7 separate regions of the Mus musculus genome follow, and regions 1, 2, 3, 4, 5 and 7 are each linked to region 6. Evidence: chromatin contacts called from public HiChIP or PLAC-seq and promoter capture Hi-C data. All regions are on one chromosome and are shown on one strand. The core of a region is the stretch at or near the end of the contact, and the rest is flanking DNA. Distances in the headings are between cores, read along the strand shown.

Region 1 (3,151 bases), core at 88-2,587, 660 kb after region 6:
GGCCCAGAACTTATCATATAGTCCAGGCTAGCCTGGAATTCAAGGTAATCAATCCTACCTTAGACCACTCATTACCAGAATTATAAATGTGAGCCAACATACCCAGCTTTAGACTTTTGTTATTGTTATTGTTGTTGTTGCTGCTGCTGCTGCTGTTTTTTATTTTATTTTATTTTATTTTTTTGGGTTTTCGAGACAGGGTTTCTGCCTGCCTCTGCCTCCCAAGTGCTGGGATTAAAGGCCACCAATGCCGGGCTGCTGCTGCTGTTTTAAACAAAAATTTACACTGTAGCTCAGGCAAGATCCAAACTCCTAATCCTCCTGCATCAGCCTCTCGAATGCTGCGATTATAGTCAGGATACTATGCCCATCTATCTATAATGTACAACATTTTCGTGAGTTTCATCCTGCCTAGACTACTATGTAAGATCCCGTCTCAAAACAAAGCAAAACAAAACAAAAAGTAAAAGAAGCGGGGGAGGGGCTCTCAGTTCTTCGGGACCACTTAAACATCAGGTCTACTCGATTTTGTGAGGAGCTAGAGAGGAATTTGTTCCTCCCTCCTGGAGCCAATCCTGACAGATGTAGTTGCCAAGGTGATAACTCATGAGCCCTGTTACTTCTGTGTCTCCCTGCTCAGCCGGTCATGGTCAGAAGCTTGAAACAGAATCTTGCGCAGAGCCGGGAGTGTAATTATTTACTACAAGCAGGCAGGGAGAAACTGCGGCGTGAACAGATGGGAGGACTTAGGTAATGTAATCAAACGGTGTTTGAGGTTCTGGAATGAAGTGTATTTGCAAACATGAGACACTCGACCGCAGGAAGCACAGGCTGGCAACTTCTTTAGCTGCAAACTTCTTGTTCATAGAAAGCCCTGGGGTTTCATTTTTCAGAGTTTTAACCTAAGGAATTTATCTGCCGATGACATTCTCTGTGACTGCCTCTATTCACTCCCCAAAGCTGGGCTTTTCAATAATTGCCTTTGATGTCTGCTCTGCGGTGTTCCTCAGCAGCCCCTGTCGCTGTCAATTACCCAGGGAGGCTAGGCCCACAATGGAGACCATCGCCTCACTAACAGCAGCCCTAGCTGAAGTACTTCTGAGCCAAAGTGGGCGAGGCTCCACTGAACAAGACACCATGAGCTAACGGGACTTCCCAAGGTTGGCTCACACGGAAATATGAGGGTTTCTTGTCGCTTCTCCACTGTCACGTGGTTGAAGGTAACACTTGCATCTCAGATCTTTTTTTTTTTTTTCGAGACAGGGTTTCTCTGGAACTCACTTTGTAGACCAGGCTGGCCTCGAACTCAGAAATCCGCCTGGCTCTGCCTTCGGAGTGCTGGGATTAAAGGCGTGTGCGACCACGCCTGGCTGCATCTCAGATCTTAGTCAGGTCCCCAAGCTGCTCTGACTGTAGGCAAATGAATCTTAATATTATAAAGCCGCAGAAGGGGAATTCAGAGGGCGGGGGAGGGAGAGGGGAGGAGCTGGCTGAGGGGTGGTGCTGCCTTCCAGATGTCTCCCATAACCATCTTCACCAACCACACTGAAGCTCTCCTAAAGGATTTAGACATTTCAGGCAATGCCAGAGAAAAGAACCGATATTTTACTGAGGGCTTAAAAATAATAAAAAGGGGCCGGAGAGATGGCTCAGCAGTTAAGAGCACTGACTGCTCTTCCAAAGGTCCTGAGTTCAAATCCCAGCAACCACATGGTGGCTCACAACCATCCATAACAAGATCTGACCCTCTCTTCTGGAGTGTCTGAAGACAGCTACAGTGTACTTACATATAATAAATAAATAAATTTTTAAATAATAATAATAGCCGGGTGTGGTGGCACATGTCTTTAATCCCAGCACTTGGGAGGCAGAGCCAGTCGGATTTCTGAGTTTGAGGCCAGCCTGGTCTACAAGGTGAGTTCCAGGACAGCCAGGGCTATAAAGAGAAACCCTGTCTCGAAAAAAAAATTAAATAATAATAATAATAATGGCACACACCTTTAATTCCAGCACTTGGGAGGTAGAGGCAGGAGGATCTCTGAGTTGAAGCTAGCCTGGTCTACAGAGTGAGTTCCAAAATGTAGTCTAAACTGACGTTCTGGCTGTCCTGGAACTCACTCTGTAGACCAGGCTGGCTTCAAACTCAAAGATCCACCTGCCTCTGCTTCTGCCTCTGCCTCCCAAGTGCTGGGATTAAGTGTGTAACACCACCGCCGAGTTAACAGAAATTCTTATGTCTCTTTCCCCTGAGTACTGGCATTAAAGTATGTACCACAAAGCCCAATCCAAATCATTACATTCTTGAATGTGGGTCAATAAGATGGCTCCGTGGGTAAAGCCCTTGTCTTGCCAAACTGACAAGCTGAATCCTGGATCCCAGAGTAGGAGAGCAACAACTCCTAAAACTTATCCTCTGACCTGACCTCCACACATCACATATGTGTTAGAATACCTGCATTCACACCTCCTCCTATACACATCACATATGCTGCCTGAATAATTGATAGTTAATTAGTTATTGGGGCTGGACAGAAAACTCAGGGACTAAAAGCACGGGCTTCTCTTCCAGAGGAACCAGGTTTTATTCCCAACACTCTCATGGCAGTTCACAACTGTCTCTAACTACAGTTCTAGGGATCTGATTCCCTCTTCTGGCCTCTTTGCATACCAGGTACACAAGAGGTCCATAGACACATGTACAGGCAAAATACACGTTTAAAACAAACAAACAAACAAAAAATATGAATAAATAAAATGTTGAATGTCTGAAAAAATACTATCCTGGAGAATGCTAGGCTTGCTTGTTTTCTAAAAGTAATATTTACTTTATTTTTAATTATGTACATTTCATTCTGTGTGTGAATATGTGCATGAATGCAAGTTCCGGCGGAGTCCAGAAGAATGTAGGATCCCCTGGAGCTGAGATTATAAGCAACAACCTCATATGTGTACCTGAGAATATGCATTCTTAACCCCTGAGCAATCAATCTCTCCACCCCTGAATGCTATCCTTCTCTGAGTCACGAAAAAGTTCTATAGAAAACAAAGAAAGAAAAGTTCATTTTAAAATAGCTACCACCATTGCCAGGCCTGGTGCTACAGATCTGTAATCTTAGCTGCTAGTGAACTTAAGTCTGAGAGATCAAAATTT
Region 2 (2,985 bases), core at 243-2,742, 880 kb after region 6:
TGTGTGCCACTGCATCCAGCTGTGTCTCTGTGTGTGGTCTGGCCACTGGGCTCAGGTCAGTAGGCTGGGAGTGACCTATTGCTTTGGTTGTTTTAAACTAATTTTGTTTACTGGGCTTAAAAGGTAGCTCAGAGGTTAAGAGTTGTTTAGAATTTGATTTCCAGCACCAAGACCAGAAGGCTCACAACTACCCGCAATTCCACACTCAGGGCACACAACACCTTCATCTGATCTCTACAGGCACCTGCACTGAGGGGTGCATACCTCTCCCACATATACTCATAATTAAAATAATGAGTCTTAAGAATCGTTCGTATTTATTTTTGACAGTTTCCTCAATGTCTATCATAAATTTTAGTCCTTTTTACACTCTTCCCTGTCTCATCCCCTTCCTTTTCCTGTTGAACCCCCCCCCCCACTTTCCAACAAGCCCCCATCCTACTTTGATGCCCCCCCCCCCCCGTGTGTGTGTGTGTTTGACTTACTGAATCCAATTAAGATTCCTTGTATGGGTGAGAGGTTATTTGGAGCATGTGTGGTTTATCAATGGCTTCTCCACTGAAGAAACCACCCCCACCCCCCACCCCTGTCATGGACTGCGGATATGCTCTGTGGAGAGCCGAAGATACAAGGAGCTCCTCTCTAATCCATGATAAAACGCTGGCAGGCTGAACCTTGTACAGTCCTTGTGGCTCTCGGAGTTTCCTGTCAAGACTATTGGTGACTTTTCGAGCCTATCGTGAAGGAACTTCCCGTCCAGTTCTATCTCCCCATTTACATTGCTCTGGGTCCCGATGTAGCTGATATTTAAATCAGGCCCACGATGCTGTGATGGTATACCGTACAAGGCTCCAGTCTCAGCACAGGGCTGAGCCCTGAACACCTTCAAACATCAACAGTTAGTGACCGAGGCACCCGCCTTAGACCAGCTGAACCTATTATTAGTGAATGGAAGAAGACACAGCCAGCGGACCTTGTATGCTATCCCGAGGGCCTGTCAAGGCCTCTTTCACACTGTCTCCACCAGTCCCAGGCACGGTGGCTTCAGTTTGGAGGGAGCGGTGGAGAGCAGTGTATGTCGAGAGAAACACTGCCCCCTGGCTGCCATCCTGGTCTCTGGACGCTGGGTACTTTCATCTGAAAACCTCAAGCCAAAAGAAACTCAGGTTGATTGTTTCCAGGAGGCAAAAAAAGTGTCCCAAGATGGCTTGTTAGACATGAAAGTGGCCGGCGACTTCTAACTTGCAGATTTTCTTGCTAACAAAATATGATAAAGTTATGTCTCACTGGGGACACAGCTACATATTCATGAAAAAGAAACGGACTGGCAAAAATCCTCTAGCACAGTCTTAGTCATGCTTTCCGTGGGTGGTGGGGTCCTGACGAACTGGTTCTTACACACCCCGTTCTGCTGTCCAGATTTCTGACAATTGAGTATGTATTACGTCACAATGAGAACCCTGAATCCCGCCAACACATTTGCTTACCGAGCGGCAGACGCTGGAATGAACACCAGATGGGGAGGTCTGTGTGAATTTTTGCCACTGTCTCCTTCCCATCCTAGTTGTCCCAAATGAGAGGCCCGTGGGTCTGCCAGAGGAGAGTTCTGTATGGTACAAAGGCTTGGGGGGAATCTGTTCCCTGTCTTTCTACAAAGATGCTCGTCACAGCCCATCCCTGCCAAAGGCTGTCCCTGGGACACATATGATGGTTTCCAGTACTACCCTCGGGTTTGATGATTCCCTAGAGGGACTCTCAGGATCTAGCAAGGCTGTTGTCTTCACAGATATGGTTTGTACAGCGAAAGGATACAGATTAATAGGCATGTATCAATAACTACTATACGGGGTCACTCGTGTGTGTGTGTGTGTGTGTGTGTGTGTGTGTGTGTGTGCATAAGTGATTGATGCTTAGAGTCTTTTGAGGGAAGATGGATGGCCAGGAAGGCAAAGCGTCTAGAAATCATGTCATATGAAGGATATGACAGTATTTAATATGGAAGCAAGAAGGCCCACCTTACACTGCCTGTGTTTGATGGGTTGCCATGGAGAAGCAGAAGCAGACACATGAGGTCTAGTTCTAGAGGAGATGAGGAGATCCAATAAGGAAGGAGCAGGAGGCTGGAGCCTGCAGAGGTGACAGGAGCTCTCTAAGAATTACAAGTGCCCAATGGCAGATCCAGACTTCTAGACTGTTCAGTCCTTGACACTATGAGTGAGAAGATATGGCCCTTTGCAGGTTCACTGGGATGATCTCAGAGGTGCGTGGGAGCTTGGCTGACAGTGGCTCTACAGCTCTCTCTTCTAGTGTGTGCCTTGCTCATTTCTCTTGCTAGCATCCGGTAGGATGCACCATTCACAGCAGGCCTTGGGAGTACTTGGTAGTATTGCACCTTTGAAGGGGTTGCTAATCCCGTGGAATGTAGGAAGCAAAGGCCTCTTAGCCTCTACCTTGTTATCTCCCTAGATTGAAACCTCAGCTTGCCCTAGCCAGTGTTTCTTTTTAGGATGATTAAAGTCTTTGGCTCCGTCTGAACCCATTCATTTTAACTATTCCATTTCCCAAGAATATCATCTCATTACTTTTTCAATGACTCAATATTTTCAGCACAAGTGAACGAGTCCAGAAAGTCATTTCAGCCATTGATTATTTTTGGTAACCTTCTGATCTATTCTGAATCTCTCTTCTTTTAATTCTCATTTATGCCCTCCTGTCTCGTCATCTGTTCAGAGCTGAAAATAGTAACTTGGCTTGACCTTATTATCTACCGTTTAAGATTTTATGGTCTTTGGTTAAATCTCATCTTAATAAGTGTTCCTAGGCTGTAGATTATAGTTTTTCCATTCCTTCCTTAAAGGCTGCCCTTTGCAGCTCAAGTCTGTTATCACAGCACCAACTTCTCTGCCCTTCCCCAAATATGCCAACGTCTCACTTCATCTTTGTCATAAGCACTGACCTCAGAGCCAGCTTAGAAGGATATACCCG
Region 3 (3,004 bases), core at 247-2,746, 710 kb before region 6:
TCAGGCATTGAGTAATCACCCACCTTCTCTTGCTTAGAGGCTAATCCTGGTGGAGCATGCTCGAACGTGTCTATTCTGTGACCACCCCCGACCCCACCCCCACCCCCTACCCCACCCCACCCCACCCCCACCTAAGTAATCTGCCCAAACTACTAGAAAAACCTTTGTATATCTCCAACTTGGTCATTGCAATATGGCTTCAATACTTCACACAGAAGATAGAGACCGAGGGGGTAAACACCTAGAGATCGCCATTCCCAGGGTTGCTTACGTGAACATCTGCAAGCTCAGGGCAGGAAGCTTGTCATAGAGACAGCCTGGAGCTGGAAGGAAGGAGCATCCCTAACTCAAAGTCCTTTAGCCAGCGTCCAGGGTGCAGAGACTGGCATCTGGTGCACTTGGCTTTAGGCAGCCTAGACTCATTCAGGGTGATGGCTCTGCTTTGAAGAACCTGTGCTCAGGAAACCTGACTGTGGTTGCTTCTGCTACCTGCCAGCCTTTGGCTACTTTGGCCCTGCAGAGATATCAAAAGCATCAGAGGTGAAAGCCAGCAGGAGGGATAAGCAAATCACTGATAATCTGTAGTGGGAGCTTGGAAAACATGAGCCCTACAGACGTCACTTGACAGATAATTAGGCAGAAAAATGAACCCAGGAGGGCCTTGGACTGCTTTGGGCATGAAAAGAATGTCTCTCTTCAGTTCCACAGGGTGTGGTGAGATAGGAGGAGAGGAGAGACTGTCAGATGGTTCCTGCAAGTCTGGCCAGCTTGGTGAGCACTCTCCTGGCTGCTGGTTTGTTCTGCATGTGTGCACTTCATCTTTGCCGGGTCATAGCACCTTCACCAGGTTCCCCAGGGGTGAGGGGTTGTGTCTCTAATTTTCCCTCCTCATTCAAACGGCCACCTCAGAGACCCTGACACCACAGATTAGTCCAGCATTGTTTCAGCCCAACGGATGGCCCAGCCTCCCCACTTTCTTAAAATAACAAGAGAACATTTGCTCTCTGGAAGTCCAAGGCTGCATCCAAATTTAAAAAAGAAGAAAAAAATGGGGGAGAGGAAAGCGTTCAACAAAACTCTTGGAAGTGGGCTCCTGCAGCAACGCACAGAGGAAAACAGGAAAGCCAGCGCATATCAAAAATAGATGACTTCCTGCGTGGAGTTCCTCTCTGACCTTGTTGACTGGGGGCTGCCCATGTTGGCTGGCCTGACACTTTCAGTCTTCATGAGCGTTCACCCTGCCCAGCAGTTCTCAGGCTTAGAAATCCAGCTCTGGGTTTCAAAGTGTTTGCTTCTTGTTATTACCCCCCCAACCCCCCCTGGTCCATGAAGACTGTCAGAGAACAATTCCATGTCCCTTGCTTCATTCTTGTGTGCCAAGAAGATGCCTGTGCATTGGAGATGCTCCAGGAAACCCCAGAGTTGTGTAATGTCTATGCCCAAGGCAGTGCATCTTAGATGACAGAGGTGTCCCCCACCAACACAGTAAGAGAAGACAGAGGAAGTCAAGCCTTCCTCGCTGTGCTGAGAGAGCGCATTCACCCATGAGTGCTCCCCTAAGGAACAGCTCCCGCATGACAGCTGCTGCTGATGCTATGCTTTGGGTCCCCCGGTGAATGAATCTTCTAGTTTGGAGAAATAGACAATAAACAAAATCCCCAATCAGGAAATCAGTTGCATAGGTTGGTAAGATAGGGGGACAGGAAGGGGGAAACGAGAACTCAGTAAGAGGCTTTAGGAAGCAATTAGTATTAAATAACATTAGAGTGGGTCTAGGCAAGGAGGTGGCATTTGAACAAAGACTTCATGGAAAGGAAATAGCTAGGTAGGCATCTTGGAAAAGAGTGTGGTCAGGGAGACACACCCGCCTGCTCAAAGGCCAGGGGCAGAACCCTTATGATCAGTGAACAATAACTTTGGCATACTTCTCCTTCACCATTAGGAAAGCCTCAGACATGTTAATAGTCGCTGTCTGTGGGTAGCAGAAGGAACAGCTCTGAGCAGCAGGAGCAAAGATGAAAAGGTGAGAATTGGTCCAGTGTTGGAATTGGTGTGATCGGAGGTGAAAGGAGAGGCTAACGGATCAGAATAAAAACAAGCACTTTCCAGGATTCTGTCCCTTCCTGCCCCCCCAGGAAAGAATAAAACCTGGAATTCAAAGGGCATGCCCAAAGACAAATCACCAGGCAACAGAGAAGCCCATACATCCTGGCGACCTGCCCCCCTTGCTTCGGTCGGTGACTCCCGAAGCACTCATGGAATTTTGGCCGAGGATCACAGAACCTTCCAGCCGAATTCTTCCTTCTCGGCTGTGCTTGATCCCTAATGCCCTTCTCCATCACCTTGGCTGGGGAGTTTTCTTAATAACTTTCTGTTCAGAGCCACTTTTGAAGTGGATCCTAGCCAAGGTGAAGACTGACACCCCCCAAAGACTTCTGTGTTCTCCTATCATCAAGGCAGAAGGACTGGCATCTCCCCAAGCTTCCAAGTGAACCCCGTTGCCAAGAACCTGTAGGAAGCACTGCTAAAATCCCTCAGAAAGTGCCCTTGTTCTTGGGAAAGTGTCACTATGCCTCCTCGCTAGCCTCTGCCTCTGTCTCTAGGTCCTCTTCTTTGCTACTGCATACTGTGTGGCCTTTCCTCTAAGGCTTTGGTTTGTCCCATGGTTGGGCGTGTGTTCCTTCTGCCTCTCTCTTCACTTGGCCCATGACAACTCACCTTTCAAATTTCTTCACACCCTACATTAGTCACTTTTCTCATTGCTGTGACCTGAAAGGAGAAACCATTTGTTTTGGCTCACAGTTTCAGAGTCTCAGTCAATCATGGCAAGGAAGGCATGGAGAGTCCACAGCGCTTGGAAGCATGTGTGGGGGCTTCTCCATCTTAATGGACCAGGAGCAGAGACGTAGGTAACCTTTGAAGGCTTTCCCCTAGTGACCTGCTCCCAGGAGCCAAGCGTTGTGTCCCAAAGGTTTCATATCTTACCATAATAGCACCAATAGCC
Region 4 (3,312 bases), core at 538-3,037, 680 kb after region 6:
TCTTAACCGCTGAGCCATCTCACCAGCCCCAGTCTTGTGTATCCTTAGCCTGGCCTCAGACTAGCTATGTAGCTGGACATGACTTTGAACTGCAGTCCTTTTGCCTTGAACCCTAAGTATCTGGATTACTGACCCAAGCCACCAACCTGGTCTCTCTCTTCACCAATTCAATGGGAAGGAGTTCTTGTTTCGTTTGCTTTTCATTTCCCTCTTCCTCAATTTTATTCCTCTAAGAGTTCTTTTCAAATCTGATTCAATGCACGGAGCTTGCACTGAAAAGACTCTGGTGCGCAGCGGCCTATACCTGTAAGACCAACACTCCAGAGGTGGAAAGACCACAATTTGGATGCCTGCCTAGACTATGTAGGGAGACTGTCCCAGAAAAAACAGCCATTGAAATCTTTGGTGGTCAAGTACCTTAGGGCCTTCATTCCGCCTTGCCTTCAATTTTGTACCAACTAGTAATATATTGTAGGGTTTTGTTTTGTTTTGTTTTTTTTTTTTGAAAGATGGGTTCTACAGCGTGCCAGAAAAGAGGTAAAGGAAAATGTCAGAGAAACCTGAAGCTCTGCTTCCAGCCTCTTAGCACCCACCTGCTGCTACCTCTGTAGTAATGCCAACGAGAGGTTCACACATTTAGATCCGGAAATGCCGGGCCCTGAAGGCGGCCGAGAGCTTTAAACTCTAGCTGGTAGTTCACTAACTACAAATTAAAGGCTACAAGGCCCACTTCCAGGAAGACATTAAAAGCAGGCTAAAAAAGCATTTCAGGTGAGAAGGGACAGGACCTGAGACTCCCTGTCCCCATTATAAGACGTCAGGTACTGAACTGGACTTGGCTTTGTCTCAACCCCCACAAGGACTGATTTTCTCCTGGTTAAGAGTTTGCAATGTGAAAGCATTTTGACCTCATGAAGCTTAAAATTACAGTTAAGCATAAAGATCTGTGTAGGCAGGCACTTAGATTTTGTTTCTTTGATTGAGAAAGGTCTCACTTTGTAGCTATGGCTGGCCTGAAAATTCTTACATAGCACACTAAAGCTTTAAGCTCTCAGCAATCCTCCTGCCTCTGTCTACTGAATTCTGAGTCTGATTGCAGACAAGAGCAATCCCCCACCCCCGGGCCCCCCAATTTGTCAAGTCAATGACCTGGATCTCCTGGTGCTCACGCCTTTCAAGTAGGATTACAGACTTGTGCAGCCAGGGCCGATTTTCGGGTTTTGTATTGTTTTTTAATTTCTTGCACTAGTGTCCCTAAGTAGCCCAGGTTGATCTTGAACTCCGGCCTTTAACTCTTGATCCTCCAGTCTCAACAGCATTCTGAGTGTTGGGATTAACGGCGAGAGCCCACACGCCAGGCCTGAACAGTATTTTTCGAGGCTTCAGCCTTACTTAAGAGGCCAGTGACAATACTTCTCAAGAGGGCGGTCAATGCCTGCACGTTTTTTCCTCCAACAACCCCAATTCTCGTGCACGCCCGGGTAAGGCTGGGGCTAACTTCTGCTATTTGTTTATAAAAGAAAGAAGCTCAGGGAGTAGGTTCCGCCCCTTTAATGAGCCTAAGGCGGGAGTCGGGGGCCGGGCGGATTAGGTAAGTTTCCCCCGAGGCGCGCCCCCAGGCAGGCCAGGAGTCCACTTCGAGCCTCGGGACCGAGGGGCGGGGCGCGCTCGGCGGCCACGCGCGCGGGCGGGGAAGGGGGCGTGTCGGCGGGCGCGCGCGGACGGCGAGGGGGCGTGTCCGGCGGGCGGGCGGGCGGCGACGGCGCGGGCCGGGTGCGCGGCGCAGCGTCCTGTGCTGGAATGTGCGGCTCCCGCGAGCTCGCGGCGCAGCAGCAGAAGACCGAGGAGCGCCGCCGAGGCCGCGGGCCCCAGACCCGGGCGGCCGGGACCGCAGCGACGGCAGAACCAGGGCCGGCGGTCTGATCCCGCTCCGCGATCGCACCCCGGGATCTCGAGGGCCTCGACGCCCAACTTTTCCCCGCTCTCCCTCCCCTCCCCTCCCCCGAAAGTCCAGCAACAAAGAAAAGGAGTTGGAGCGGCGGCGACGCGGGGGTGGCGGACCGTGGGCGCACAGTTCAGAGGGTAGGACGCGGCGGAGCGAGGAGAGCGACGGGGGAGGGCGGCGGGCAGGCGCGGAGCGGCGCGAGGCGCTGTCCAGGGCTGATTTGCAGATACTGTGGCTCGGGCGGCGCGGCGGCCGGGCGGGGGCGGGATCGAGTTACGGAGCGAGTCACGGGCTGGGCCGGGGGCTGGTGCGGAGCGGCGTGGGCATCGGCCCCCAGCGGAGCACGGGGAGGCCCTTCCGCACGGCGCTGAGATCCGGGGCCACGGAGGCCGGAGCGCCGCTGCTGGTGACCGCGGTCCTGAAACTTCCCCCCTCCGCCCTCCCTCCGCCTCGGGCCCAACGCCCCCGGCCCCGCCGGCGTCCCAGGCTCGCCGCCCCCTCCCCCCCAGTCGTAGCAGGGCCGGAAGGCGGCCGCCCCGCTTGACTCAGCCCGGGGCACGGGCGGCGCCGGCGGCAGGCTGGACAGCGATTTCTGCGGCCCGCGCTGGCTCTGCGCAGCGGGGGAGCGAAGTTCGCAAACTTCCGGGCCACGGGGGCGGCGGTGGCGGCCCGCGTGGGGCCCCTCGCAGCGACCGGGGGCCGACAGCCTCGGGAGGGCGCCGCGGAGCCCCGGTACAGGCCCGATCGGACGCGGGTAGCGAGGTAACTTTTCCGCCCAGTCCCGGCCGGGCTAGTGGCGGGCGGCGGGGGAGGGGGCTGCGGGGCCGCGGCCGGCCGGGGAGGCGCCTCTAGGGTGGTGGGCAGCGCGTGAGGTCCGAGCCCAGGCACCGCCCGCGGGTTGGTGGCGGAGAGGAAGCAAGAGGGCCCAAGTTTGCAAAGAGCTGCTTTGTGTTTGGTATTTTGAGAAAATGGCCGAATGCCTATTTCAGTTAGGAATGCCGCCGCCGAGGCCGGCGCTGGTGGCAGCGGCACATAGGAATTCGGTGCAACACGTTGCTCTCGGGCTGTGCTTAGCACAGTCTGCCCGAGAGACGTGGAGATTTCCTTGGGAGTGTGGCTGCCGAGGTGCGTGGGGGAAGCTTTAGAGTGGATGTTGAGGTCCGTTGTGGAATCCGTGGGGCTGTTGAACTAGGGGAGAGCCGTTTCCTGTGATGGCATTCGGGCTCAACTTTTTGTTGGGGCATGTAACTGAGCGAGCGAGTGAGCGGGCGAGCTTGTGTTTTAGACTCTAGGTGAAGCGGCCCGCTTTTAGTATTTTCGGTTTTTAGTTTGTCTTTTAGTACTTTTTTTATTCTTTGCATATCTTG
Region 5 (2,966 bases), core at 390-2,889, 610 kb before region 6:
CAATCCAATTAAGCAAGTCACACACTCCAAAAGGGCAACCTCCATCTTATTCAGAGAACGGGACGCTGTTAAGCTGCTACACTAGGAATTCTCTGGGCTTTAAAGCAACTTGCTTCTCTATGGAACCCAGGGCAAGCACATGTTCCAGGCTGTCTTTCTCTTCCCAGAAAGGGGGAGAGTGCGGCCTTCTCAGGAACAAGAGGGCACTCGTGGTGGAGCTAGCCTGATGAACCAAGTCATTATGAGGAAAACTCAATAGCTCTAGACAGGCGATCTTGGCGCCGTATGTCAGTGCCAATGCTTTTAAGCCATGCGATTCTCTTAGGGCGCAAGGAATGTTTCTGCAGAATTGACTTCTTTTTTCCTGATTCTCCATTCTCCAATGGGTGGAGATTGGAAATCTGCAAACTGTGGCTTCAAAAAGGAAATGACAGAGAAATAGAGGAGGAAGAGGAGGAGGAAAAGGAAGAGGGAAAGGGAAGGGAAGGGAAGGGAAGGGAAGGGAAGGGAAGGGAAGGGAAGGGAAGGGAAGGGAAGGGAAATTATTGCACAAAAGCCCAAGAGCGAGTGTGGGCCTAACCTTGAAGCAGAGGGCATTTTAAAACAAGAAAAGTGACCTATAACTAGGTGCCAAGCTCAAGAGTTTCTGAGACTTTCAGAGTTTACCCCAGGACCAGCGCTTTGGAGTCGGTAAGTGGAGAGTTATTTAGTTTAATACACCTGGAGAAGCTGTCACAGAAGAGAAAGCCGCGTCTTCCTCCTACCAGCAAAAATAGCATTCTGCATCAAAGAAAGTTGAGGGAGGAAAGTGTTGCTCTATGAAGAGACCTCACCTCACATAGTCCGTGCGCTTACACGCTGGAGCTAAAGGGGAGCGGAGCCAGAGGCGGATTCCCTGCCCCACACTAGGGCGGTGGGCAACAGCACGGAGTGATTGATGCCAGCCGGGCCGCTTGGCTTGAGCTGGCTTCCCAGCGTTTGACCGCCTGTTCCTGCCAGTGGGAGCATCTCCTGCCCCGGCTCAGGCCGCCTTTCCACTCCTGCCTACCTAGCGCCAGGGGCTGTGACGGCTCCGCAGGACACGCTCCAACCGATGCCCGGGGGAGAGTAGAATCCTGGCTGAGTCATTTCGGAAGAGTCTTTGAACCTCAGTTTCCCCATTGGTAAGTGAAAGAACACCCAAGGGAGGAGGGTCTCTAGAGCTCTACGAGTTAGGTCCTCTTCTATTCCCACTCTCCGCCCGCACCCTACTTCTCCGCCTTACTACTAAAGAGTGGGCTTCTTACCCACAGAGGCGGCTCGGGTCTCCACGCAGAACCACAGAGCGACAGCTAGCAGCGCCTTGCTCTCCATCCTGCACCTCGCGCTGGGCACAGAGCCCAGTTCTCAGGCACAGACTCCTTCTCCGTCCCTGGCCCGCAAAGAAGTCACAGAGGCGGTATGCGCCCCCGCAGCGCAAGACCGGGGAGAGCGCGGGGCACCGGCGCCCTGGCTCCAGCCGCGGCTGCAGCGGTGTCCGCGGAATCGGGTCAGCCAGGTTATCCCGGCTGCGGGACACAGTCTGGGCTTTCAGTCCTGCCGGGTAGCGGTCCGCGCGATCTAAGGAAACACAGCTTACTCTCTTGGGGTCCTGAGGACTCAGGGCAGAAAGAGAGCGCCGGCTACACACTAGCGAATGGGGGCGGGGTCATTACCGGGAGGGGTGGGGACTCCCTGCGTCCGGCCACGCCCCCCACTGGATACCAGGTTTGGGTTTCCCGGTTTCCCACGCCCACTCCCCCACTACCCCGGAACTGTGCCGGGCGGCAAGTCGCATCTGAGAGCAAATCTGGACGCAGCTCGGTTTCTGGTGGAAGTAAAATGTAGCCAGTAATGGGCTCTGAGACACTTGCTGCCCCCAGCAACCTGGGAAGCATCACCAGAAACACGAGGCCCACTGCGCCCTCATTAGGAGCCTGCAAGTGCAGAACTCTCTTCGCCGCTGCACTGAAAGTCCCAAGGGACCAAAAATCCGCCCGCAGTTGGGAGCATGAAGACAAGAACCCCTGAACCTAGATGTACTCGGGGCACAAACTTGCAGTGAGTTGGTCAGTACTTGGAAGTTTTGTTTTATGGTGCTTTGGCCACCGCATCCCCCGCCCCGTCTGAATGTTTTAATTAGAAGATAGGCGCTTATCCAGGTTGCCAACGCCTCTACTGTTTTCTCGTCCATCTGGCAACTTTAAATCGTCCGAAGTTACCTGATTAGCCCTAGAAGACATTTCGGTTGTGAACTCCTGCCTGGCTCGGTCCAGAAAACCCATAGCAAGGAGATGCAGGGAGCTGGCGGTGGTCAGGGCTCCAGGGCAAATGCACAGAGAAGAGCCCCCGGTCCTTCTCCAGTGGCTGCTAGAGTGCTTTTGTCTACCCAGTTCCATGACCACGGTCCCCTACAGTAACTTTGGCCAGGCCCCTTTTCAGAGCTGACCTTTCAGCCAAGATATGCTTGGGGGGAAGAGAAGGGAGAGTTTCTTGCCAGAGGCGCCAGTGTAGGAACAAAGAGGAAACCGGTCCCATGTGAACAGTCCCCCCCCCCCCCCCAGCTATGTAGACTTCAAGTAGCGACTAGAGAGGAACAGCAGCCTTCACCCCTCGTTTTCTTTCCATTCCTTTCCTTCCACGCCTGGGAAATGACAACAAATATCTTGTGACATGTTTTACTCCTGGCAAAAACCAAATGCATTTAGAATGATAGTTTAAAGGACAGTCTTTCAGCCAGACAAAGAGATAAGATTATTGTCTCTACATCGGATCTAAACTACACTGATATGCATGATTAATGATGTAACATGGTGCTTTTCTTTAAAAAAAATAAGGGGGGAAACAGGCATGCTCCTTTATCACGTGCCTAAGCCTCAAGTATGGTGCCAGAAGCAGGTGGCAAACCAGGAGGGTTTGTAAAATCCAGGTTCACTATAAAAACATGT
Region 6 (2,946 bases), core at 394-2,893:
TCAGTGGGGGACTTACACAGGCAAAGAGCACAAAGTCATCTCATGTAAAACAAGCTTTTGTTTACGAAGCAGAAACAGTAGTTTTGTTAAAGTTGTGCAAAACCAGGCAATTTTAAAATCTAACCCATTGGAAGTCCATTTTTGGTTTCTGCTTCTCTCAAGCAGTTTTAAAGTGAGCCATCAATATAATGTTAGCCATCACATCCCCAGTGACACACTTTTCCCAACAAGGTCACACCTCCTAATCCTTCCCAGACAGTTCCACCAACTAGGGGTCATGCTATTCAAGTATATGAGGCTATAGGGGCCAATCTCCTTCAGACCACCACATTTCAGATCTAAACTACAGCATCAGTTTTCAGTGAAAGCAACTCTTTTACCTTTACATCTGGCTTTCTTCCTCCTTACAATCAGGACCCCACCAGCCTCTAGGCAAACCTCATTCTAAGTGTTTCAGGAACTCCTGTTGGTGCTGATATTAAGTCTACAAAGCTCACTTTCTGTGGTGAGGGCATCTGTTTTCCTCCATGCCTCCACAGCCATGCAATTTGCTTAAAGCGCTAGGACTTGGGTGGGAAGCAGCAGCATTCTGCATTCTCATCTTTCAAGTTTTGTGTGCCAGGATCCCTGACCTTAGGCCTCGGAGGTCAGCAGTGACCCTGACTCTGGGTTATCAATGCCACTTGGAACAAAGGCTAACTGTAGCTTTCAATCCCATGTACCCCGTTGTATTTCTTCACTGAGTTTTGTTCTAACATTTAGTTGGTGTGTGTTTGGGGTAAGGGGGGCCACCAATGTTATCTATCTTCACTAGATGGCTATGCACAGCCAATTTCTGATATTTATGACTTTTTTTAAAAAAGATATTTGTCTTTACATAAACATATGCTTACTTGTATATGTGCAAGATGGTATAAAAATCTCTACAGGATTCATTAGCTCCTTAAAACTTCCAATTAAAAACGGACAAAGCACACAAAATGGAGACTGAGACGTGAAAACAAAGAATGAATCGGCACAGAGCAATTCACATCCCAACATACAGTTCCGTGCTGAGCAGTGGACAAAGTACATAGTCAGAGGAAAGGCCGGCTTGGTAAGGAATATAAGCAGAAACAAACAACAAAAGAAAACAAAACACGCACAAACAAAAACTCAACTCTTAACCATCTAGAAAGTTTTTAGGAGAGTGGTGGACTCTGGGGATTTGACCATGATCTTTGTAACCATGAGCAAGCTATTGTAAGCAATTCATTTCAATTTAACATTTACAAATACTGTGACAGATGCTAGAGAAATACAGTTGAATAAAAGAATATCTGATTCAAGGAGCCCACAATTGGAAGCAGCAGGGAGAAACGTAAACAAGTAGGTTTTGATGGTCGGATTCTATTCTGGGGGTTTACATGGGTACGGGGCAATAACTGTTATCAAGTGGTAGCCAGGAGAAGCTGCAAGGACAGTGACATCCAGGGGGAAGACAGGGCGATCAGCAGAAATTCACCTGTGAAAGGTCATTGGGGGTTAGCTGATGGTTACCGCCAGCGGCCAGTTGGCAAGGTCCTCGGGCACCGCAGAGGTTCGGGCTCCCCGCCAGGGGGCGCCGTAGCCCCGGCATCGGCCGGCCGTTACGTTTCCGGGCACCGAGGGCCGAAAGCCGCCATCTCCGGGCGGCCGGCGCGCGCGCCGCCACTGTGGGCCGCTCCGGTCCGTTACCGGGGCAACGGCGGCGCTCCCTCCTTGTGGGCCGCGACCGTCTCTCTCCGCGCCATTTTCAAACCGCGCTCGTGCCGGAGCCATTGGCCGCAGCAGGACGAGCCAGCGGGGACAGCGGGTCCGGAGGGCGATGTACCTCGGGACGGAGCGGCGGTGAGGCGCACCCGGGGGAGGCCGCGGGGGCTGGGCCGGGTCGCGGGGCCTCCGGGGCGGTCCCCACCCCCACCCCCGAGCGAGGGCGGGAGCCCGGGCGCTGCCGGGAGGAAGTGCGGGAGGGCGGCGCGGGGACCGTCCCACAGTCCGTCGGTCCGTCCGTCCGTCCGTGCGGCCCGGGGCCGACCCGAGGAGAACTGCCGTTCCACCCTCCGGCCTGAGCCGGGGAAGGACTGCTTGGCCGCTCCGGCCCGTGCCCTTTGCGGTGCCCGCACTCTGGTGTTGGTTTTTTTAAACGCTACTGTATCCGCAGGTTGCATATTTCTGAGAAAGTAAGAGGTGCCCGCTTTGAGACAACAACGCCCCAGGGTTTAGTGGACAGCTAGTTGTAACTGCGGAACCTACCCTTTTCGGCTGTTTTGATTTAAAGCTTGTGATCTGGAATATAGGGGAAACCCTAATATGTACATATCACCCCCCAGCCTGGAGGACTTTACTTATTATGGCCCATGGTCTTTTGATTCGTATTCTCATTCTGCCTTCATGAAGGATGGAGAAAGATGGTTTCCTGGTACCCGGAGTTGGCAGCTGTCAAGGAGGGGGCATAGTTCTTGGAGTTTGCCCCGCTAATTTATCTTGTCAGATGTTTTTCTTGTGAGCACAGGAGTTTCTGTAAAACACCTCCGGCATCAATCAAGTCCTTTTGTGGAGGGACCTAGAAAGCCCTAGGGGAAGCCTCTAAAAGAAGATCCTAGATTTGTTAACGGGGATAACCAAGAAGAAACACTAATTTAGAAGTAGCCCTGTGGTTGGGGAAGCTATTTTCTTGGGACAGCCTTCTTGGCTTTATGCTTTAAATAGGAACGGTGACATTGGTACTCGATCCCACAATGGGTGTTTGGAGCATCAGGTTTTGCATGTATTCATTTATGTGCACTTATAATTTTTACTAGTGGTGAAGGACATAATTTTTATTTGATTTAGAAACATGAGTTCTATGACTACAATTTTTTGGCAAAGGTTAGAAATGGTCTCTGCATAACTCAATTTTAGGGCAGATTGGTAGAGATAATAAAT
Region 7 (3,229 bases), core at 525-3,024, 720 kb after region 6:
CCCCAGTCCCTCTAGAAACATCTCTATTAGAAAACCAAACATGCATCGAACTTCCAAACACTAACCTGTCACAAGAGGTATGTCCAAAGAGAGGAAAGACATTTTAAAGGGACGGCTCCAGGCAGCTCAAGGTGGACATTTAAGGATATGTACTAGGTGCCTGGGTCAAATCTAATTTCTCAGCAATGGGGCCTCACCTGGCCAGGGGGAGATGGTGGCCCGGTCGATGGCTTCGGAGCCCTTGGCGGTGCAGTAATCAGACTCCAGGAGTGTGTTAAAGAGAGTGGACTTGCCAGCATTAGTGGTGCCCACCAGGTAGACATCACCACGGTAGCGCCAGGAGCGCTGAAGAGCAGAGATCATTTCTTCAACTCCATAGCCCGTCTTGGCGCTGATCAGTCGCACGTCCTTGACTACCGTGCGGGACCTGGAGGACGGATTCTGATTCTTTATCTCCTCCAGTGGCTCATCCCCGGCAGGGTACTGTGGTCCTTGATGACCAGGAGCCACCACGAGCCCGGCGCGGATGCAATCGTCCCACAGCCGCTTCCGCAGCCGCTTCAAGTAGCCGGGAGCGTCCTGGGGCAGCAGGTCCACTTTGTTCCCCAGCACGATGAGTTGCTTGGGGCCCACCAGCTTGGGCAGGTCGGGCAGCAGGGCGTCCGGCAGGTCTAGAAGATTCACCATATAGAGCACCAGAGCCGGCCCGGGACGCCGCAGCGCTGCGCTCACAAGCTCCAGGTACTGATCGCGGCTTACCTGCAGGCGCAGGGCTCGTCCGTGGTGCACCAGCAGCCAGCAGCGTTGGCACACGGTCCGCGCCGGGCCGCCTTCCGCCTGGGCAGCGTCGCGGAACTTCTCCTCCGGCAGGTAGCCCGGCAGGCCGGGATGCTGGCAGTGCAGCTCGGCTCCGCAGCCCGAGCAGTAGATGCCGCTGGGCGGCACCGAGGCGTCTGGAAACTCCGGGACAGGCAGCGTCCGGAAGCCCGCCCGCAGCTTCTGCTGAAGCCGCTCCTCCCGCTGCTGCAATCTCTCTCGTTCCTTCTCCTGCTGCAGCTGCTGCAACTCCCGCAGCTCCTGCAACTCCCGCACTTGTTCCTCCGGGGTCCGCTCCGGGACGTACTCCGGGAACAGAAAGCGTTCCTCCGTGTCCGGGCCTTCTGCATAGTCCTCGGTCGCCGTGGAGCTCGGGGGAACCCGACGGCCCAAGGATGATGCACGCTGGCGGATGGGGACCTCACACTTCCCCTCCAGAAGCCACCGTGCTGGGCCGTAGCACGCAGCGGCCGGCGCGGGGCCCCGCCGGAGCCCGCAGAGCAGCCCGCAAGCCAGGCGCGCGGGCAGCATGTGGACAGCGCGAGGAGGGCGGGGCCTCGCGCGCGCACGCGCGCTCGCGTCCGAGAAGTTCCTCCCCCAGCGACTAGACGAGAGGGAACTGTCCAACAGTGCGGCCGATTCTCGCACTCTCGCGATGACAGCTCTGAAACTCGAGAGTTCAGGCAGACGTGCAAAGGCACGGACTCGATAGAGCTGGGTGAGCAGAAGGTTCTCCAGTGCTCAGTCCACACGCGGAGCCATTTCTTTCATAAATCTTCAAACAAATCAAAACACGCAGCAAGAAACTTTCATTAGCGTAACCTAACTTCTGGCTAAGGAGCCGTCTGTCCTCAGCGGCAGCCAGCTAGTCATCACTCGCGCATGCGTAGTTCAAGTCCAGCCAGACCCTTTGCCAGTCGTCTGCGCAGGCGCAAGCCTCACACCCCGCCCCCTCGCTGAGACGCCGAGGATTCTGGGAACGTCGGAGACGGACATTGCTTGGTATCGCACTCTTGAGTTTGCCGCCGCGCTTCCCGTCTCCAGCTTTGCGATTCCGAGTAAGAGCTCCAGAAACCTTTGGCCAAGATGTATGACGCCGACGAGGGTAAGTGACCGCTTGAGGCACGCTTCACGCTATAGCCCCTTAGGCGGGACGGCGGGGGACCTGCAGCAGGGATCAGCGCCAGCCGCCGCATCCCGTCCGTGGCGCGCGGGCTCCCGGCAGCCTGGTTCCTACGATTTAGCCCGGGAACGAAGTGGGCTTTGCTAGCGGTGCAGGCTCGGGGTTCACGTTCCTGGGTCGGCTTGATTGCTCCCTACACGGCCTCCCGTTAAATCTGTAACCACCTTCCAGAATCGACATAGCGTAGCTTATTAACTAACATTTAGTTGTTTGATGTTGATTGATTTCATTTATCATTTCAGTCGACTTATTGAATAGCTATTATTATTATTATTATTATTATTATTATTATTAAACGGCACAGGGAATTGAACCCAGGGCCTGTCTGCACATACTCTGCTTCTGAGCCATATTTCTAGGCCCAGGAAGCTCAATTTTTGACCACGTCCTTGTGTTAGACATTGTTAAACTCTGGACGTATTAGGGACAAAGAACGGGTTCTGGGTTGACATTCCTTCACACTGTCTTCAGTTTAAGTAAACTGCCTTAAAAGATGGCCTTAAGCGGTCACTTCCCACGAGATGACAGTTCTAGGATGGTATGTTTTCCATTTTCACGAGGACAAAATGGCTTTTTACTTTTTGTATGAACACTTCTTAGTCCTACCCATTTTATTTTCATGTTGTGTGTGTGTTTTTTTTAAGCTCCCTTTTCTCTGATCAAAAATCATTTTATTCCAGCTCCCAACTTTGTGGCTGTCCTATGCATTCCCCTCCCTCCCCCTTTTCTCATGGAAACAATAGAAGCAAACGCTTTAACTTTTAAAATTGCTTCAATGTCTCAGACCCATTCATACCTCATTAGAATCTATTAGAATCGTTATATTCTTTTTAAAGTTATTCTTACTTGAAGGAAATTTAGGAGCTTTAAAACCATATGACATTTATTTATTTTGTGCATATGTATGAATGTGGGCGCACTCATGGGGTGTACCATAGAGGTCCTGGAGTTTGAATTCAGGTTCATGGCCCTCAGACTATATATTTCTGTAGAGCATATTTCACTCTTCAGATACTTTTAACAGGAGCGTGATGCTCAAACGAAGCTTTCTTACTGGACTGGAGATGTAGCCTGGTGCTCGTACTGCCTAGTGTGGGCCATGCTCTGCAGTCAGTCTTAGGCATGGAGGGGGTGGGGGAAGGTCATACTATTTGGAAAGCTGTACAGGGCATGGTGGGCATGAGTTGACTCTCTTTCAGAGTTTCTGAATCAAGGGGGCTGGAGAGATGG

Evidence for each region. Promoter capture Hi-C pulls out the DNA fragments that hold promoters and counts their contacts. HiChIP or PLAC-seq counts read pairs in DNA pulled down with a chosen protein or histone mark. Capture Hi-C pulls out chosen DNA fragments and counts their contacts.
Region 1: a FOXA1 HiChIP or PLAC-seq map of pancreatic cancer cells shows a contact between it and region 6. The contact joins the enhancer-like site here to the promoter of Cep135 in region 6. A contact is called at or near these places in 8 of 39 promoter capture datasets (the 3T3-L1 cell line, embryonic stem cells, hematopoietic stem and progenitor cells and 4 more), 1 of 115 datasets of contacts at active chromatin or transcription factors (pancreatic cancer cells) and 1 of 9 other capture datasets (liver).
Region 2: a contact with region 6 is called in a promoter capture Hi-C map of liver, with 5 times the contacts expected there. The contact joins the promoter of 1700017L05Rik here to the promoter of Cep135 in region 6. A contact is called at or near these places in 3 of 39 promoter capture datasets (liver and pre-B cells), 1 of 484 Hi-C or Micro-C datasets (CD4 T cells) and 2 of 9 other capture datasets (adipose tissue and liver).
Region 3: a contact with region 6 is called in an H3K4me3 HiChIP or PLAC-seq map of bone marrow-derived macrophages, with 5 times the contacts expected there. The contact joins the enhancer-like site here to the promoter of Cep135 in region 6. A contact is called at or near these places in 20 of 39 promoter capture datasets (the 3T3-L1 cell line, 3T3-L1-derived adipocytes, the C10 cell line and 12 more), 3 of 115 datasets of contacts at active chromatin or transcription factors (bone marrow-derived macrophages, fibro-adipogenic progenitors and stem cell-derived neural progenitor cells) and 1 of 9 other capture datasets (embryonic stem cells).
Region 4: a contact with region 6 is called in a promoter capture Hi-C map of pre-B cells. The contact joins the promoter of Rest here to the promoter of Cep135 in region 6. A contact is called at or near these places in 14 of 39 promoter capture datasets (the 3T3-L1 cell line, 3T3-L1-derived adipocytes, the C10 cell line and 9 more), 1 of 484 Hi-C or Micro-C datasets (regulatory T cells), 2 of 115 datasets of contacts at active chromatin or transcription factors (bone marrow-derived macrophages and pancreatic cancer cells) and 2 of 9 other capture datasets (adipose tissue and liver).
Region 5: a contact with region 6 is called in a promoter capture Hi-C map of adipose tissue, with 2.4 times the contacts expected there. The contact joins the promoter of Kdr here to the promoter of Cep135 in region 6. A contact is called at or near these places in 2 of 39 promoter capture datasets (hippocampal neurons and stem cell-derived epiblast-like cells) and 1 of 9 other capture datasets (adipose tissue).
Region 7: a contact with region 6 is called in a promoter capture Hi-C map of pre-B cells, with 2.8 times the contacts expected there. The contact joins the promoter of Polr2b here to the promoter of Cep135 in region 6. A contact is called at or near these places in 4 of 39 promoter capture datasets (hippocampal neurons, liver and pre-B cells), 2 of 484 Hi-C or Micro-C datasets (CD4 T cells and pre-B cells), 2 of 115 datasets of contacts at active chromatin or transcription factors (memory CD8 T cells and microglia) and 2 of 9 other capture datasets (adipose tissue and liver).

What each region holds. Positions count from the first base shown.
Region 1 is chr5:77,245,169-77,248,319 of GRCm38.p6, forward strand. No RefSeq gene overlaps it. Among named protein-coding and RNA genes, the nearest start is that of Rest, 19 kb to the right of the region's middle. Within about 2 kb of position 1,338, at least 165 of the 459 cell types and tissues checked have an H3K27ac peak or open chromatin away from gene starts, as enhancers often do. A contact at or near this core is called in hematopoietic stem and progenitor cells, liver and pancreatic cancer cells, where this site is marked.
Region 2 is chr5:77,463,996-77,466,980 of GRCm38.p6, forward strand. 1700017L05Rik (RIKEN cDNA 1700017L05 gene) reads left to right here and starts at 1,493. Exons shown (of 2, transcript NR_131050.1): 1 at 1,493-1,822.
Region 3 is chr5:75,876,290-75,879,293 of GRCm38.p6, forward strand. No RefSeq gene overlaps it. Among named protein-coding and RNA genes, the nearest start is that of Gm32727, 100 kb to the right of the region's middle. Within about 2 kb of position 1,497, at least 15 of the 459 cell types and tissues checked have an H3K27ac peak or open chromatin away from gene starts, as enhancers often do. A contact at or near this core is called in bone marrow-derived macrophages, where this site is marked.
Region 4 is chr5:77,263,707-77,267,018 of GRCm38.p6, forward strand. Rest (RE1-silencing transcription factor) reads left to right here and starts at 1,788. Exons shown (of 4, transcript NM_011263.2): 1 at 1,788-2,082.
Region 5 is chr5:75,976,816-75,979,781 of GRCm38.p6, forward strand. It overlaps Kdr (kinase insert domain protein receptor), which reads right to left and starts at 1,640. Exons shown (of 30, transcript NM_010612.3): 1 at 1,287-1,640. The coding sequence starts at 1,353. Gm32727 (a long non-coding RNA gene) reads left to right here and starts at 517. Exons shown (of 3, transcript XR_868500.2): 1 at 517-1,163.
Region 6 is chr5:76,587,056-76,590,001 of GRCm38.p6, forward strand. Cep135 (centrosomal protein 135) reads left to right here and starts at 1,644. Exons shown (of 26, transcript NM_199032.3): 1 at 1,644-1,869.
Region 7 is chr5:77,308,710-77,311,938 of GRCm38.p6, forward strand. Polr2b (polymerase (RNA) II (DNA directed) polypeptide B) reads left to right here and starts at 1,775. Exons shown (of 25, transcript NM_153798.2): 1 at 1,775-1,921. The coding sequence starts at 1,903. It overlaps Noa1 (nitric oxide associated 1), which reads right to left and starts at 1,377. Exons shown (of 7, transcript NM_019836.3): 1 at 198-1,377. The coding sequence starts at 1,347.